5 separate regions of the Mus musculus genome follow, and all the other regions are linked to region 1. A link is a contact called in public HiCAR-type and HiChIP or PLAC-seq data. All regions are on one chromosome and are shown on one strand. Each heading gives the region's core, a stretch centred on a gene start, on an enhancer-like site or on the middle of the called end of the contact. The rest is flanking DNA. Distances are from core to core; before and after follow the strand shown.

Region 1 (2,838 bases), core at 188-2,687:
AAATCCCACCACCCCTTTCCATCTCGTCAATTAAACCCTAATTTAATTAAACCTGTACAAGGCCAACTGCCATCAATTTGTTAAATCCTATAATTTCCCAAACTCCTCTACTTTGAAAAATCATTAAACCATTAAAATACAGCTGGGAAGACCTGGAGAATCTCTGACTGCGGTTTTAAGGACAAAGTGAAATTTGGCTCTGGGCACTATCTCTAATCATATTATGTTAGAGGGTATTTCAAAATAGTTCTGGGGGTAAATTTTTATTAAATATGGGGAGATTGTGAATGGTCAACCAAGCAAGAGTTGTTTGTTTGTTTGTTTGTTGTTAGACAGGGTCTCATTTTGTACCTGGCTGACCCAGAACTCATTATGCAAACCAGGCTGGCCTTGAGCTCACAGACATCTTCCTGTCTCTGTTTCCCAGATGATGAAATTAAAGGCTTATGCTTCCTCATGCTAGGAACTAGTTGCAAAAAAAACACTTTCAACCAACATATTGTGTTTTGGTTGTGGGGTAATATAGACTAAGAAGCTCAAAGACGGGGGAAACACACATACCCCCTATTTTGTTCTGTGATTTCCCCCACGCCTTTAAACTTTATTTTTCTTTTTTATGTAAGCAGGATGTCCCATTCAGAGAATGGTGACCTCTGAATTAATGTCATAGATTTGTAGTAAAAGGGATAGATGCTAGTCATGTATGATTATAAATCAAAGATGTTGTTCTGGGGTCAGTGACACAGAGGGCACATAGGACCACTCTGATGAGGGAACGGAGTTTCACTGTGGTGGGAGCCCAGAGCTCTGCTGCCATCTGCTGGTCCAGCATGCATGACACATGTGATCCATCTTTCCTTAGAACTAGTCTCATTTTAGGTCACAGCTCACCTTGGGCATACACGAACCTGTCAGCCCTCTCTTTGTATTCTGATTCATCTTAGCTGCAGGCATCCCACAAACTGGCAGACACGCAGAGAAACATTGAGAGCACAGGTGGAGGGCGGGACGGACCTAGTGCCCTATTTAAACTGATGGATACATTTAAATGAAATATACACGAGTTAGGGAAGGATGTACCGAGCGAACCCGTGGTAAATTTCAGATCATTATTTGATGCCGCTACTTCGCCGTTTGTCTTCTTTGCCCTCGCGCGGTAAACCAATGTGCCCTTTGCAGTTTGACATGAATATGGTTTATTTTAGCTAAAAATCCAAGCCGGCCCTAGTCACTCTCGCTGTGAGCATTTTCAGGCTCTCCTTGCAATCCCAAGAGTACAGAAAATAAATTTGACACAATGTTTCTTTTGTCTTCCCCCACCCCCCACGCCTCTGGCCAATTGATTCGGAGCTCTGTTTCTGTCTTGCCACTGCTGCCTCCAGGTCGAGCTGAGATTTCCGTAGCTTGTTAAGCTAATTTGGGTGCTGAGCAAGGACAAGTCCAGAAAGCAGATTCACAAAGCAGAGACTCACAGAAGCGGGGCTGTTGTGCTATGCTGTTTAGAAGCTGGCAAACGTGCCCTGGATCCTCCTCAAAACATCCGGCTGAGACAATGCAGTTTCGGGCTCACAGCATTGTTCCTGGAGAGACCTGAAGATCCCTGGAGGCTCCGGAAGCCATGCAAGGAGCGACCCCAGGGGAGCTGTGGTTCCCAGGCCTCAGAGGTGAAAGACAGTGGCTTGCAAATGCAGCGCCTCAGAGGTGAAAGAGACAGTGGCTTGCAAATGCAGCAACAGCATCCCATGAGTGCAGGGGAGCGCTCTGGGTGGAGCAGAACAGTAAAGTTCATAAATTCAGCACGTCAGAGCAGCCTGTCTCCCCTATTTACTCTGCAAGTCCGTGACATCGCGAGCGCTCGCTACTTTACTTTGTCTTAATGCTGGCGCGTTAACCTCTGAACGGTGACTTTCCAGCCACTAGCCTGGAGGCTGTAAGGTGCTTCTGTGCCTATTTTTAGCCTCTTTTCCGCGAAGAAAAGAGAAAATAATAATGTCTCGTTCCGGGGATCCTTCTCAAGCATGCACAGGATCCAGGAGGCAACAGTAACATCCCTAAGGAGCCAGTCTCAGAAGCAGGTGTGGGGCGCCCTCTCTCTGTTATCAGAGAGGGTGCCGGAAAGCAGCTGGGCCACAGCGGGGCACTGGGCAGGATCGCTACGAGGAATTCAATAAGGTTGGCTGCAGAGTTTCAGAGAGCAAAGTGGGGGAGGGGAACTCTGAGTGTGCTGTGCCTGTTCCCTTTGGGCTCCTCTGCCCACTGTGCTGTCTCAGAGGGACAAAATCAAGCACAAAAGAGCCCTAGAAATGTGTCATGTGGGCCACACCCCCAAACCCCCGACCCCGTTCATTTCTGAACAGAATTATCAGAGCAGATGACCTTTTTCTAAAATGGTGCTTCTGAAATGAGTCTATCCTTTGTTTTGTTATCAGAATCATACGATGTGAAATTAGAGAAATGTGTGAACGCAAAAGGATTCTAGATGAAACCCACCCAGAGCAGTATTTTCTGTATTTTGCATTTTTCACGTAAACTCCTTGATTATGTACATATACATGTATGAGGAATGTTGATGCATGGGCTGTGTCTATATTTTTTCATAAAGCATCTCACATATTACCTTTAAATGGCTGCCATTTCTTATGGAGTAGTGTGCATGTGTGAATGTGTATGTGTAGATAATATTTAGATATAAGGATAATAAGTTTATCTATATTTTAATATTGGTCTATATTCATATTTTTCTGGGCTCCGTTCTCAGCAGTAGAAATGATAGCACCTGTATTAATACCATAATGGTTAATATGTGTATGTGTATATGAATATATATACACATACTTA
Region 2 (2,838 bases), core at 118-2,617, 710 kb before region 1:
GTATGTGTGTGTATATGTATGTATATGTGTGTCTGTGTGTGTTCCTTTGTGTGCATGTGTATATGTGCATGTGTCTGTACATATGTATAGTGTGTATGTATGCATATATGTATGTACATGTGTGTGTGTATGTGTTATGTTAGCTCCTGAACAGATAGCTGAGTTTATGTGGAGTGAGAAACACCAACCAGAGGTGCCCACAGAGCGATCATGGCAGTACTATGAGCTGTGGGATAATGAGGAATTTTCAACTATTTTCCAAAAAATTATTTAATTTGTATTCACCCAAACATGCATTGCTATAGTAATAAAAAATAGATACTATTTACTAAAGCAAAATAACTTATGTGTTTAAGCAGCAAGAGTCTGTGTACTTTGTGTAGGAAGGGGGTCTCTTTCACTGCCCATTTGTGTCAGATGACTTGCAATTCAGCGAACACAGAGTTCTTTCTAACACACAGGACACCTCCCCAGTGCTTTAGACAGCATCCCTGCACAGGATTTGTCCTCAATGTTCTCTGCCCATTTCTGTGGGTCTGACTTGAGACTAGTCATGGCTTCCTAGGGTCTCGGCTTCGTATATTATTTCTCAGGGCTCAGAAGATGCTGCACAGACGCCTGTGTTCCAGGTGCTTCAGGTATGGGCTGAAGTCCGGAAGATTATGAACGCTCATATTCTCTTGCTGGGGGGAAAGCAGCTGGCAGTATACTCACATCGAGTTCTAGAAATGCCAGAGGGGTGTGGGCCTTACCTAGACCTAACTCTCTTGGCCTGTCCCATGCTGTCTTCGGTTTACTATGGGGGCTTCACCAAGCATAGTCCAGTGTGCGAGCTTTCTGAGCCTCTCACAGTCCAGAAACCCATCGGCTGGGAAGATGGGCAGTGTTTTCCTTCAGGTTCCAGACATAGAGGTTGAAAGTACATTCTCAAACGTCAGGCTTGCATGCTCGTACTGCACTGCAATGCTATCCAAGCAGTCTAGCCCGAGGGCCAATGCCGACCAGAGGGGAGGCTGGGGAGGCAAGCCAAAGGCCCTTCTTGGGTATTCTGTGTATTTTAGCTTGCTTCCTAGCAGGTGGGCAGTGGGGCTGTAGATGTGCTGAAGGATGTGGAGAGGGAACAAACCCCTTCGAGTTCCCATGGCGTTGGCTGTTGAGGACCGGGCTTGGATTCCTTTTCCTTTACAAAACAAATGTTCACCCCACAGTGTCATTGTCCTGGTTCCCAGCTCTTTCCAAAGCCTTCAAAGTCACATTTCGTGCAGTGGCCTTGCCCCCGTGAGGAATCTGGGTCTGTTCTCTTTCTCTTGAGAACATTGCAATGGTAGGATTCTGAGGCACTTGTTTTCTTGTCACGTTCATACCCATGACATCATCTGAGCACAAAGAGGCCTTGTTTGTATGCCAACACAGAGCTGCGGATGCCCACAGCGGTTAGGCTTGGTGGTAGACTTGGAATTAGAGAGCAAAGGGCACATCCACTAACTAACTGCCCAGTGGTGGGTGGGAATTAGGACCCCAGAAGAGGCTGCCACAGAGGTAAGCAGCCCAGAAGTTCTCCTGTGGAAGATGATGCAGGCTGCCAGAAAGCAAACCCAGGAACCATCCTGGCTACACTAACAAGTACAGAAATTCTGACCTAAAAGCAACAACTAATATCCCACTGCGTGACTTCAAATCACATATTTTTTTAAGCAGCAAATTTTAGAAATGTGTCAACAAAAATTCGCCATACCAACCTATTTAAAGAGGAAAATACACCACGCTAACACATTTTAAAAGGACATTTGATAAAAGTTTAGGAGTTCTTAAAAATAACACATTTAAGCAAATCAGAATTAGGAAGAAATAATTTAAATTTGTAAGAGACAATTATTACAAACCAGCAAACCCAGAAGATATTATTGTAAATGGTAAAAGGCTAAATTCATTCCCACTAAAATTATGAACAAGACAAAGGTAATTACTGTCACAATTATCTGATATTTCAGAGGATAAGAAAAGGAAATAATAATTAAAAGGCTGATAAAGAAGAGACAAAATTATTCTTTTTGGCTGTTGATTTGAGTATAAATCTGTAAGATTCAAAATAGTCCAATTTAAAAAGTTATTGCGTTTAATAAATTTGGTAAAGTAATTAGCTGTGACACACGTCCCAATCAATATCTTTCTGTAGCTAGTAGTAACTAGCTAGAAATTAAAATAAGCAAAGCAACCATTCTGTTACACAGTAAAGGCAGTTAACATAAAATATCCATAAATTCAGTTAATCACAAGACCAACTGGGTTGTCAGGAAAGATAACAGACACTTAAAGAAATGAAATAATATCTTCACAAAACAGAAAAATTATTTTTGTATAAAGTTAAAGGTTATTAAAGTGCTGCCCGCCCCAAATTCACAAGCATAATTTTGAAAGCCAATGAAAAAAAAAGCTTTCCCACTCTTGGAAGAATGATTTTTGAAGAATGACAAGGAATGAGCTGAGAGGTGCAAGCCAGACACAGCACAGATACATGCTCTAAAGCCACTGAAATCCAATCAGTATGGCTCTGGGCTACAGGCGACTAGGTCGTCAGAAGCGAATTGAAATCTGACAGGAGAGCCCAGTGTATTGTGGGAGCTTGACAAAGCAGAGCTTAAACTCAGTGAAAAGTGATATCCTATTCTAGAAAAGGCTCTAAAACCCTGACTGCTGCTCTAGGGTAAAATCAGGTTGGTCTCTATCCCACATGATGTGCACATAACTAAATGGGTTGGTGGTGTAAAAGTCGGGGCTGGAACAGGACAGGAGAGAAGTTATGGTAGAAATCGTATGGTTTGGGGTTTTTGCAAGCAT
Region 3 (2,838 bases), core at 98-2,597, 680 kb before region 1:
GAGGGAGAGACATTTAAGCCACTGAGGATGAGAGCATCACACATGTTGAGAACACAGCCACTTCTTCACATACTTTCGAGAATAAAATCTGTTGAGTGACTGAGCAAATGATTGCCAAGAGAGAAGCATGGGGTCATAGGCAGACCTGTTCGATGCAAGAACAGAGGTGCGGGTGAACCCATTTACAGGACTCTGGTGGGAGGGGTCTGTCCCGCCAGACAGTTAAACTGAAGAAGACATGCTTGTCTCCGGTCCAACCTGTGCCAGACGTTTGGAGATGGAAACGCTCTATAGCAAGTGGCCCTGGTTAGAGAGATGAACTGCTGTAGGTCAAGAGAGCAAAAAACAAAGGAAACAGCAAATTCCAGGAGGTGAAGGACGCGCTGCTCTAAAAGACTTAAGAGAAACTGGCTGGAAAGAGACTCCCAGAGAGGAAGTGATCGGGAGGCAACTTTGAACCAAGAAACACTAATCACAGCCCCTCACCCACACTCTTCTCCAGACTCATCCGCAGAGCACGTTGCCTGCCTCCTGTCCTTAGAACTGCATCTTGGCATGACTTGTGTTTAGAAAGATGAGGACACTGTGGATTTTAATTCTAATGAGGGACATAGGCGCTTGACATAGTGACATTTGTTTAATACCTTGTGCTCCATGTTAAAAAGGTCCTCCATCTATTTTTCTGGCCTAGAACATAAATGGAGGCCTAGGAGGCAAAGGAGGACACTCCGGTGCTCAGCCCCCCCCCCCCCCCCCCCACACACACACAGAGCCAGCCACTCACCAGAGCTCTTGGGTGTTGCTGAGACAATTCAGTCATTTTTGCCAAAAGTTTATAATGAAAGAGAGTAAAGGCCCCTCACCCCTCATGGCAGCTGCCTTCCTGCTCTCTCTCTCGGCTTCACTTTTCCATTTCCCAGCTGGTAAAAGCCTGAGAGAGAAAGTGCAGACTGACAGTGTCACCCATCTCATGTTTTGCCAGCAAGGACATCATAAACAAAATCAAATAGCTACTCTATCTTACAGAGCATTATAATTGCACAAGGAAAAGGATATTTGACATGGAAGGCAGGATGGAAAATTAATTTCTCAAATAAGACAATATTCATGACTGTATTTAAGTTTACAGAAAACTCCTTCTGTCATTTTTTCCCCCTCATTTTGCCATGAACGAATAAAATTTGGCAAGGGTCAGCAGTAGTTCCCCCAAACACTTTTTATGCCTGACTCCTGGACTCAACACTTAGATGCTGGAAGAATCTGATATTTCTTCTGCCCCTCTATCAACAGTGGCCATTCATAGCCAACAGCAACTATTCACAGCCAAATGACTCATCGTGGCTGCAGACAAACAAGTCAATCTCGTTCCTGTTCTTGCTTTCTGAAAAACATTTCTGGCTTCATGTAGTGCTCAGCCTGGGATGCACTCAGCTGGTGGTTCCCCAGTTATCCAGGACAAAACCACCATTCCCAGGTCCCCGGCTCTGGCAGAACTAAGTCAATGCTGGACCACAGACTTTTGCGTGTGCTTCAAACATTAAATCCTAAAGTACAGTAGGGAGAGATCCATAGTGCCCCTGGCCCTTCCTTTGTGGATCAAGGCTGAGATGGTCTTTATGCCATCTGGAGGTGGTATTGGAGCATGACAACCATGTCAGGTGACCTGCCATTTCCTTAAGCACCAACAGCAGTGTGGTATGAAACATCTTGCCCACATGTAATCCCAGTTTTCCTGTAAGTATGTGTGTATCTGTATTTGTGCAGGTTCTCTCATGTGTGCAAGAATGTGTAGAGGCCAGCATTAACATTGAGCTGCCTCTGTCCATTGCTTTGCTGACTGATTTTTTTTTTTTTTTAGACACTCTTTCACTGAACCTGGAAGCTCACTATGTCTGTTGAATTAGCTGGTCATGGGGCCCCCAGGGTCCTTGCCCCATGCCGGGTTACAGCTGTGTATTGCTACCAGCAGCCTTTCATATGGATGCTGCAGACCCAAGCTCAGATTCCTATGCGTATGTAGCAAGTACTGCAGCCACGGAGCCATCTCCTCACTGTCTTAGAATGGTCACAATCTTCTGTGATTCACCCAACTGCATACTAAACTTCCTAGTTTTATGGTTTGTATTGGGACAAGTCCTCTGCCTTTTGACAACACTACTGTAAGCAACTTGGTCTATGGAGATCTAGATTCCTAATGTTTGCATAGGGCTGAAAGTGTGTTTGGTCCACATATGTGGCTGTTGTTTGCTTTTGGTTTATAGGGTTATGGGTGCACAGGTACAGTTTAAGGCAGTGGTGTCTGGAGAGGCCTATGTTTGCAGGAAGCAATTAGAGTGTGAATAGAGCTCTCATCTGTGGTTCTATTTCTGTGCTCTTCAGTGTCTATGATTCAATTAATTGTACCTTTGTTTGACTTGAAGAATCTATTGAGGAATATACTTGAAATGAAAGAGTAAGTGGCTCCATTGAAATGCATCCACTTCTCAAGCTTTGATGCTCTGATGCAGGTATAGTGTGAAGGCCTCGAGGTACTTGACATCAACAAGTGTCCGCTAGTGTCTCAGAGTGTGTTGCGATCTGTTCACAGCCCTGATTTATTAGGAGAAGCCTTGACATTGACATGCTTGGAAGCATAGTACAGCCATTTCTGTGCCCTCTCCCTTTGTCTTGGCTTATAGGGCCAGGGGGTTTCTAACCCTATCCTAGTCCTGTCTCATTGGTCTTGTTCCCTAGTTGTCACCACACCCTCCCTTCCCATCCACCTCAACTGGAGGGAAGGAAGAAGAGGCTCTCTGAATCTGCATGGGGTAAGGGACAAACAGACCCTGCAGTAATTCC
Region 4 (2,838 bases), core at 153-2,652, 550 kb before region 1:
ACTCCACCCCACAGTTACCTGGCAACAGCCATGTAGGCCTGACTCACTATAAAAGAGGCTGCTTGCCCCTTCCTCTCTCTCTTGCCTCTCTCTCTTGCCTCTTGCTCTCTTGCTCCCCCTTGCTCCCCATTCCCTTTATCCCCCCCACCCCCCGCCTCTACTTCTCTACTCTCTCCCTCTCTGCTTTTCTCTGCCTCTACTACCCTCTTAACTCTCCTCCCTGTGCCCTGAATAAACTCTATTTTATACTATACTGTCATGTGACTAGTCCCTCATGGGGAAGTGATGCCTCTGCATGGGCCCTCTGAGGCACTCCCTTCCCCCATACCGCACCACACCCCTATAGAACATATTCTTATACCTCTTTATCTTTTTTTAAAAACACATCAGTATGTGTTGCGACAAGTAGTCTTCCCCAGGGCCCCTTATGGTTCCAGATAGGAGAGTTGGAGATCCAACATACAGACACAATTTTAAAACCCCAATTTTTTTTTCTTACCCCCAGACAACATGGCAACTAAACACAAGGTACAGCTTTCTGCACAGAGAATAACTAAGACAATGGTGTGTGAATCGCCCAACTCACGAAAAGGAAAGGACTTTTCTGTGCAAATAGAGGCACTGGATAATAAAGTTGTTTATTGTGAAATCCCAGGCTGTCTGCCAAGAGTGGGTAGAGCCCTCTGAAACATGGCAATGTCAACTTTCAAGCCTGCGTACTTGGTGACATGATTAAAATAGTGAAAAGAAAAAGATATTTCCAACTGACTCAGCAGGTTCTGAGAAAGCTGAGCTGGAAGAGAGACCGTGCCCTGGTGAGCTCAGCTCTTCTGAGCAGGGAACACTCTCTTTGGAATAAAGCAGGCTAGGCACTTTTAAAAAAAAAATTTTTGCATTTTCCTGATTCACTATGTACCATTTAACATTTTATGATGCTTTGTTTGTTTTATAGACGAGGCATTAAATTCAAATTACAACTTGAATGAGATTTACTCAGTCCCCCTTTCAGTGTGGGAATTTCTCATTAGCCAGACTCCCATTTCTTATGTAGATGGATGACCCAGACCTTAATGGTGGGTTGGAAAAGATGAGGTTATTTCTGTTACCCCAAATCTCTTTGTGTCAAAAAAAATTTTTTTTTCTGATCTTACCTATTTCTCATTGCTGAATATTTTGGAAGGGGGCCAAAAAATATTAATGTGTGTGTGTGTATGTTTCTCCACCTCCTAGCATCGATAAAGTGTCCTGTTCAGCCCCACCCTGTAATTTCATCTTTCATCGTTGACTGCTTGACATTCTGTCAGGGAAATATGTTCTTGTGTTACCGGGGTGTAAATAGGGTTCATGTTCTCTTGGGAACCTGACTTGCCTTGAAGCTCAGATTGCATTGTTTCTGATGTGCCTCTTGCAGAGAAGTGAACTCAAATGGAGGTAGAAAACTCATTTATCACCAGTTCAAATGCAAATGAAGGCTGCGGGCATTCTTCCTTTCATCTGCAGATTAGCAGTTTGTAGCCTCCTTTTGTAGTTTAAATGCCCAGTATGTCTTAAGGTACAACACACTTCCAAAGTTCTCCACCCCACCGGTCTGAGCTTCTCCCCATGTGAGGTTATGATTTGTTGTTTTCTGGGAATATCCTGTAGTTGCTGATTAAAAACTGAAAGATGGCATTTGAAAAAGAAATGTCATTTGTACTATGAGTGGCTTAAAATTATTTTGATACACAACAAAGGGAAAGACTTCTAACTCAGCACTGATATTTTAAAAAGAATTGGCAGCATCTTTGAGTGACTCGTGTTCACTTAACATGTGTGGTCCTTACAGCGTAGGGTCCTTTTGTGGCTTGTATACATAGTATGCCCCTCAAAGGCTCGTGTGTTGCAGGTTTGCTTCTCAGGTGATGAACTTTTGAATGAACGTATCCCAAGGCTCTTACTTCACCCGTGCATGATCCATTTGTGGATTCATAAGTTGACAGCATTATTAAGAAGCGGTAGTAAGTAGGGTGTGGGGCTTTGTTGGATAATCCGTTTTCTGTGACCCCTTCTCTCTCCCTAGACACCATGAAATGAAGAGCCTCCTCTTCCATAAACAGCTGGACTCCTCAGAGGCCCACTGCAACGGAGTCACAATGATTGAGGCCTCAGAAACCATGTGGTAAAATAGATTTCTTCCTTTTAAATTGCTTTCACTAGCATTTTGTCCCAGTAACTGAACATTGACTCAAGCAGACATACTGAAGTTCACAGTCAATCCATTTCACACACAACATATTTATTTCAGGTCTGAAAATGCTCATTTCTAAAGTGGTCCACCCGACAATGACAATTAATCATGCCCTTTGTCTAAATTTAACACGTTTAGGGTAAATTTGAGAATAGGTAATATCAGGGTGAATGCCAGTTCTTTGTCTTAGAAGTCTAGAGTTCATGGGTCAGAAGTCATAAAAGAAGGTAACAATTTGCCTGCTGGCCTTGACTGACAGTCATGTTGAATGTTTCTCACAGCCAAAATGGAATAAGGCATATTTTTTCATCTGTCTTTCACTCCATCTATCTGTTCATCTATCCATCCATTGATATATTTTTTTTAATCCAGTACTTACTTGCAGATGTCTATGGCATACCAAGTTCAAACCTTGGCTATATTGCTCAGAATTATCTGAAATGTGAGACATTAGTACAGTGCCCAGGAAGCCCATTCTGACTCCTAGCCCAAGAAGGTGGGATCCAACTATAGAGCTAGAGGGAAGTGACCACAAAGACCCATCTCATTTCTAGTACCAAGTGAAAGCTCAGGGTCTTTTCTACAACTTCCATATTTACCAATTGCTCAAA
Region 5 (2,838 bases), core at 177-2,676, 510 kb before region 1:
TTTTGCCTTGGTTACTCTGTTTAATGCCACCTCTGCATTCTAGTAAGACTACGTAGATTTGGTAAAGTCCTGAACATGGATGAAATGAATTCAGTGTCTTTGGGGGGAAATACAATTTTATTGCCCTTTCTGTGTTGCTGTGATAAAATGCTGGTAAAAGCCAACTTGGGCATGACAAGAGATATTTCATCTTACAAGTTATAGTCAAGCACTGAAGGAACTGAAGGCACAAGCTTGAAGCAGAAACCATGCAAGAATACTGCTCACTAGCCTGTTTCCTCTGCCTTGTTCATCTACCATTCTCATAGAACCCAGGCCCACCTTCCTTGGGTTGGCATTGCCCACAGTGGGATAAGCCCTTATATATTAATTAGCAATTAAGAAAATGCCCCACAGGCCAATTTGACTGAAGCATTTCCCAAACTGAGTTTCTCTCTTCATAGATATATCTAGATTCATGTCAAGTTGTCAAAAGCTAACCAGCACACCTTCCCAGGTATCTAAGCAAACCTTTGTTTCAGCATTTCTTAGGGAGTTTATAACCTAGGTGGTGAAAGTATAAATACACTGAAGCCAAATAAGTGTTAGATTCACATGAGATGTCACACATGATGTATAGTTACGACCTAAGGGCATAATGTTGGTAGCCTGTTGAGATGGCCCAGTATCCTCCATGAAAACTTGAGAACTTGAATTCAATTCAAAGCCAACACTATGAAATCCAGGAGTGGTGGTACAAACTTGCAACCCCAGCATTGTAGAGGTAGAGAAAGGCCAAACCCTGAAGCTTCCTGGTTATCCAGGCTAGCCTATTCCACAAGCTACACACACACTCACTCACACACACACACACACACACACGCACACACGCACATGGAAGTGCACACCCAGTGAATTTTCTGTGATTTTTCTATAGTCACTGGCTTAGCTTTGATGGGTTATACTCAGTTGCCCAAGTCAACTTGTGCCCCAGCACCTACCCAGCTTACTCTACCTCATGCATCCTTCAAAACACAACACTCTGTGGTGACACTGACCTCTGAAACTGAAGCATGACAGTCAGTTTGTCTGGATTGCAAGACAGTATGGAGATTACCTGAAAAGGCCGGGGGGCCGGGGGGGGTGTTAGAAAGTTTGACTTGGATGTTTGTCTAGGTTTCTGAAGGCAATTAGACTTTGACAGTAGGCTCTCAGCCCTCAGACTGTAGAAGAAGAGTGAGGGTAATGTGAGAAGAAGCTAGAAAAGATAAGTCACCCACTTCAGTGTTTTGCAGAGATGATGATGGGAAAGCTGCCCACCTAGGAGTAATTTTCCATGCTGTAGGGGATGATGGAGATCCTTGGAGAACAGGCACAAGGAGACATAGAGCTGAGTCCTGGATCTTGAGAGGAGAAAAGAGCAAGCCATGGAGAAGGAGGAATGGAAGGGCATCTGCAGGTCTTAATGGCATAAGCTCATTGTTCAAAAGGATGGCAAATGCATGGAAATTGGCAGTGGTTTGGACCAAATGGTATAAAAATCAATACTTTTCATTAACAAAGTGCTTTGGAATTTGATTTGATCTTATTTGCAGGCAGTATCACTTTAAAGGAGATATTTATGCTCCTGAGTTCAGGTACAAAACCTAGCATTAATCAAAAAATATTAGCTCGTTATAATTTGTCTTTGCTTGAGCTGGTGGGACCGTTTGGAGAGATATGTCTATTAAAAAATCTATATTATTGAGAGAATAGGGGTTTGTAGGGTGAAATAAAAAAGTTCATTTGACGATGAAGTGGGTGGTCGATTCCCTTAACATTCTGAGAGCAAACACAGGCATCATTATGAATCATTCCAGCTGATGAGTCTAATTTCTTTCAGGAGCATTGTGGCAGACGCTCACATTTCAGTTCTCCACAGACAGATCAGTCTTTGTCACCCCCTCATACATATTCGAGCGTCTAGATGGGAGATGCAGCGTGCTGCACTGGCCTGAGGGAGAAGAACCCCTCTGAGTAAACTAGCAAAGCAGAACACTTGGCCACCAAAATAAAGTGCTTCCTAAGCACTGGTTTGCAAAAATGGCAGCGGCCACTGGTTACCCACAACCGTGTTATGTTAAAGCCAGACATTTGGATGATCCTGGCTTGGCTTCTCGGAGGACTGTTCTCTGCAGAAGTAGAGGTTTTAGTGTGGGTGTGGTGACATAAGCAGTGTAAAATGGAACTGATGGCAGTGACAATATCAGAAGCTTTTCCATCGTAGGAAAAGCTTTGTTGTTGAATGTGGTTGTGTTTTAGCCTTGGAGGAAACCACATGTATCCACATGAACATACATACATACATGCACATACATCATGCATGTGCACATGTATGCACACACACACACACACACACCCTCCCTGTGTGTATGCACACACACACACACACACACACACACACACACACACACACACACCCTCCCTGTGTGTATGCACACACACACACACACACACACACACACACACACCCTCCCTGTGTGTATGCACACACACACACACACACACACACACACACACCCTCCCTGTGTGTATGCACACACACACACACACACACACACACACACACCCTCCCTGTGTGTATGCACACACACACACATACACACACACACACACACCCTCCCTGTGTGTATGCACACACACACACACACACACACACACCCTCCCTGTGTGTATGCACACACACACACACACACACACACACACACACCCTCCCTGTGTGTATGCACATACACACACACACACATACACACACACACACACACCCTCCCTGTGTGTATGCACACACACACACACACACACACACACACACACACCCTC

The links. HiCAR-type assays count read pairs that join an accessible place to other places. HiChIP or PLAC-seq counts read pairs in DNA pulled down with a chosen protein or histone mark.
Region 2: an H3K4me3 HiChIP or PLAC-seq map of embryonic forebrain shows a contact between it and region 1, with 12 times the contacts expected there. The contact joins the enhancer-like site here to the promoter of 6530411M01Rik in region 1. A contact is called at or near these places in 1 of 15 datasets of contacts at CTCF or cohesin (pro-B cells), 4 of 484 Hi-C or Micro-C datasets (cardiomyocytes, cerebellar granule neurons, embryonic stem cells and 1 more), 17 of 115 datasets of contacts at active chromatin or transcription factors (SST interneurons, cardiomyocytes, craniofacial prominence and 10 more) and 2 of 9 other capture datasets (embryonic stem cells and embryonic tail).
Region 3: a contact with region 1 is called in a HiCAR-type map of astrocytes, with 5 times the contacts expected there. The contact joins the enhancer-like site here to the promoter of 6530411M01Rik in region 1. A contact is called at or near these places in 1 of 15 datasets of contacts at CTCF or cohesin (large pre-B cells), 6 of 484 Hi-C or Micro-C datasets (cerebellum, cerebral cortex, embryonic limb bud and 3 more), 14 of 115 datasets of contacts at active chromatin or transcription factors (astrocytes, differentiating embryonic stem cells, embryonic basal ganglia and 8 more) and 1 of 9 other capture datasets (embryonic stem cells).
Region 4: a contact with region 1 is called in an H3K27ac HiChIP or PLAC-seq map of stem cell-derived neural progenitor cells. The contact joins the enhancer-like site here to the promoter of 6530411M01Rik in region 1. A contact is called at or near these places in 1 of 15 datasets of contacts at CTCF or cohesin (stem cell-derived epiblast-like cells), 3 of 484 Hi-C or Micro-C datasets (Sertoli cells, embryonic stem cells and nephron progenitors), 21 of 115 datasets of contacts at active chromatin or transcription factors (SST interneurons, VIP interneurons, astrocytes and 10 more) and 1 of 9 other capture datasets (embryonic stem cells).
Region 5: a contact with region 1 is called in an H3K27ac HiChIP or PLAC-seq map of stem cell-derived neural progenitor cells, with 3 times the contacts expected there. The contact joins the enhancer-like site here to the promoter of 6530411M01Rik in region 1. A contact is called at or near these places in 5 of 39 promoter capture datasets (cranial neural crest, embryonic stem cells, hippocampal neurons and 2 more), 5 of 484 Hi-C or Micro-C datasets (cerebral cortex, cortical neurons, embryonic stem cells and 2 more), 10 of 115 datasets of contacts at active chromatin or transcription factors (SST interneurons, differentiating embryonic stem cells, embryonic basal ganglia and 5 more) and 2 of 9 other capture datasets (embryonic stem cells and liver).

Annotation. Positions count from the first base shown.
Region 1 is chr17:9,166,621-9,169,458 of GRCm38.p6, reverse strand. 6530411M01Rik (RIKEN cDNA 6530411M01 gene) reads left to right here and starts at 1,437. Exons shown (of 3, transcript NR_027881.1): 1 at 1,437-2,172. It overlaps Gm52287 (a long non-coding RNA gene), which reads right to left. Exons shown (of 2, transcript XR_003952250.1): 2 at 1-2,838.
Region 2 is chr17:9,878,275-9,881,112 of GRCm38.p6, reverse strand. All of the region lies in intron 1 of Gm34799 (a long non-coding RNA gene), which reads left to right. Among named protein-coding and RNA genes, the nearest start is that of Gm34799, 27 kb to the left of the region's middle. Within about 2 kb of position 1,367, at least 52 of the 459 cell types and tissues checked have an H3K27ac peak or open chromatin away from gene starts, as enhancers often do. A contact at or near this core is called in embryonic basal ganglia, embryonic forebrain, forebrain and 2 more, where this site is marked.
Region 3 is chr17:9,844,435-9,847,272 of GRCm38.p6, reverse strand. It overlaps Gm34799 (a long non-coding RNA gene), which reads left to right. Exons shown (of 2, transcript XR_003952248.1): 2 at 1-2,565. Among named protein-coding and RNA genes, the nearest start is that of Gm34799, 61 kb to the left of the region's middle. Within about 2 kb of position 1,347, at least 40 of the 459 cell types and tissues checked have an H3K27ac peak or open chromatin away from gene starts, as enhancers often do. A contact at or near this core is called in astrocytes, cerebellum, cerebral cortex and 2 more, where this site is marked.
Region 4 is chr17:9,721,510-9,724,347 of GRCm38.p6, reverse strand. It overlaps Gm34684 (a long non-coding RNA gene), which reads left to right. Exons shown (of 5, transcript XR_876393.3): 2 at 2,060-2,158. Among named protein-coding and RNA genes, the nearest start is that of Gm34684, 3.6 kb to the left of the region's middle. Within about 2 kb of position 1,402, at least 2 of the 459 cell types and tissues checked have an H3K27ac peak or open chromatin away from gene starts, as enhancers often do. A contact at or near this core is called in stem cell-derived neural progenitor cells, where this site is marked.
Region 5 is chr17:9,680,074-9,682,911 of GRCm38.p6, reverse strand. No RefSeq gene overlaps it. Among named protein-coding and RNA genes, the nearest start is that of Pabpc6, 12 kb to the right of the region's middle. Within about 2 kb of position 1,426, at least 38 of the 459 cell types and tissues checked have an H3K27ac peak or open chromatin away from gene starts, as enhancers often do. A contact at or near this core is called in SST interneurons, cerebral cortex, cortical neurons and 4 more, where this site is marked.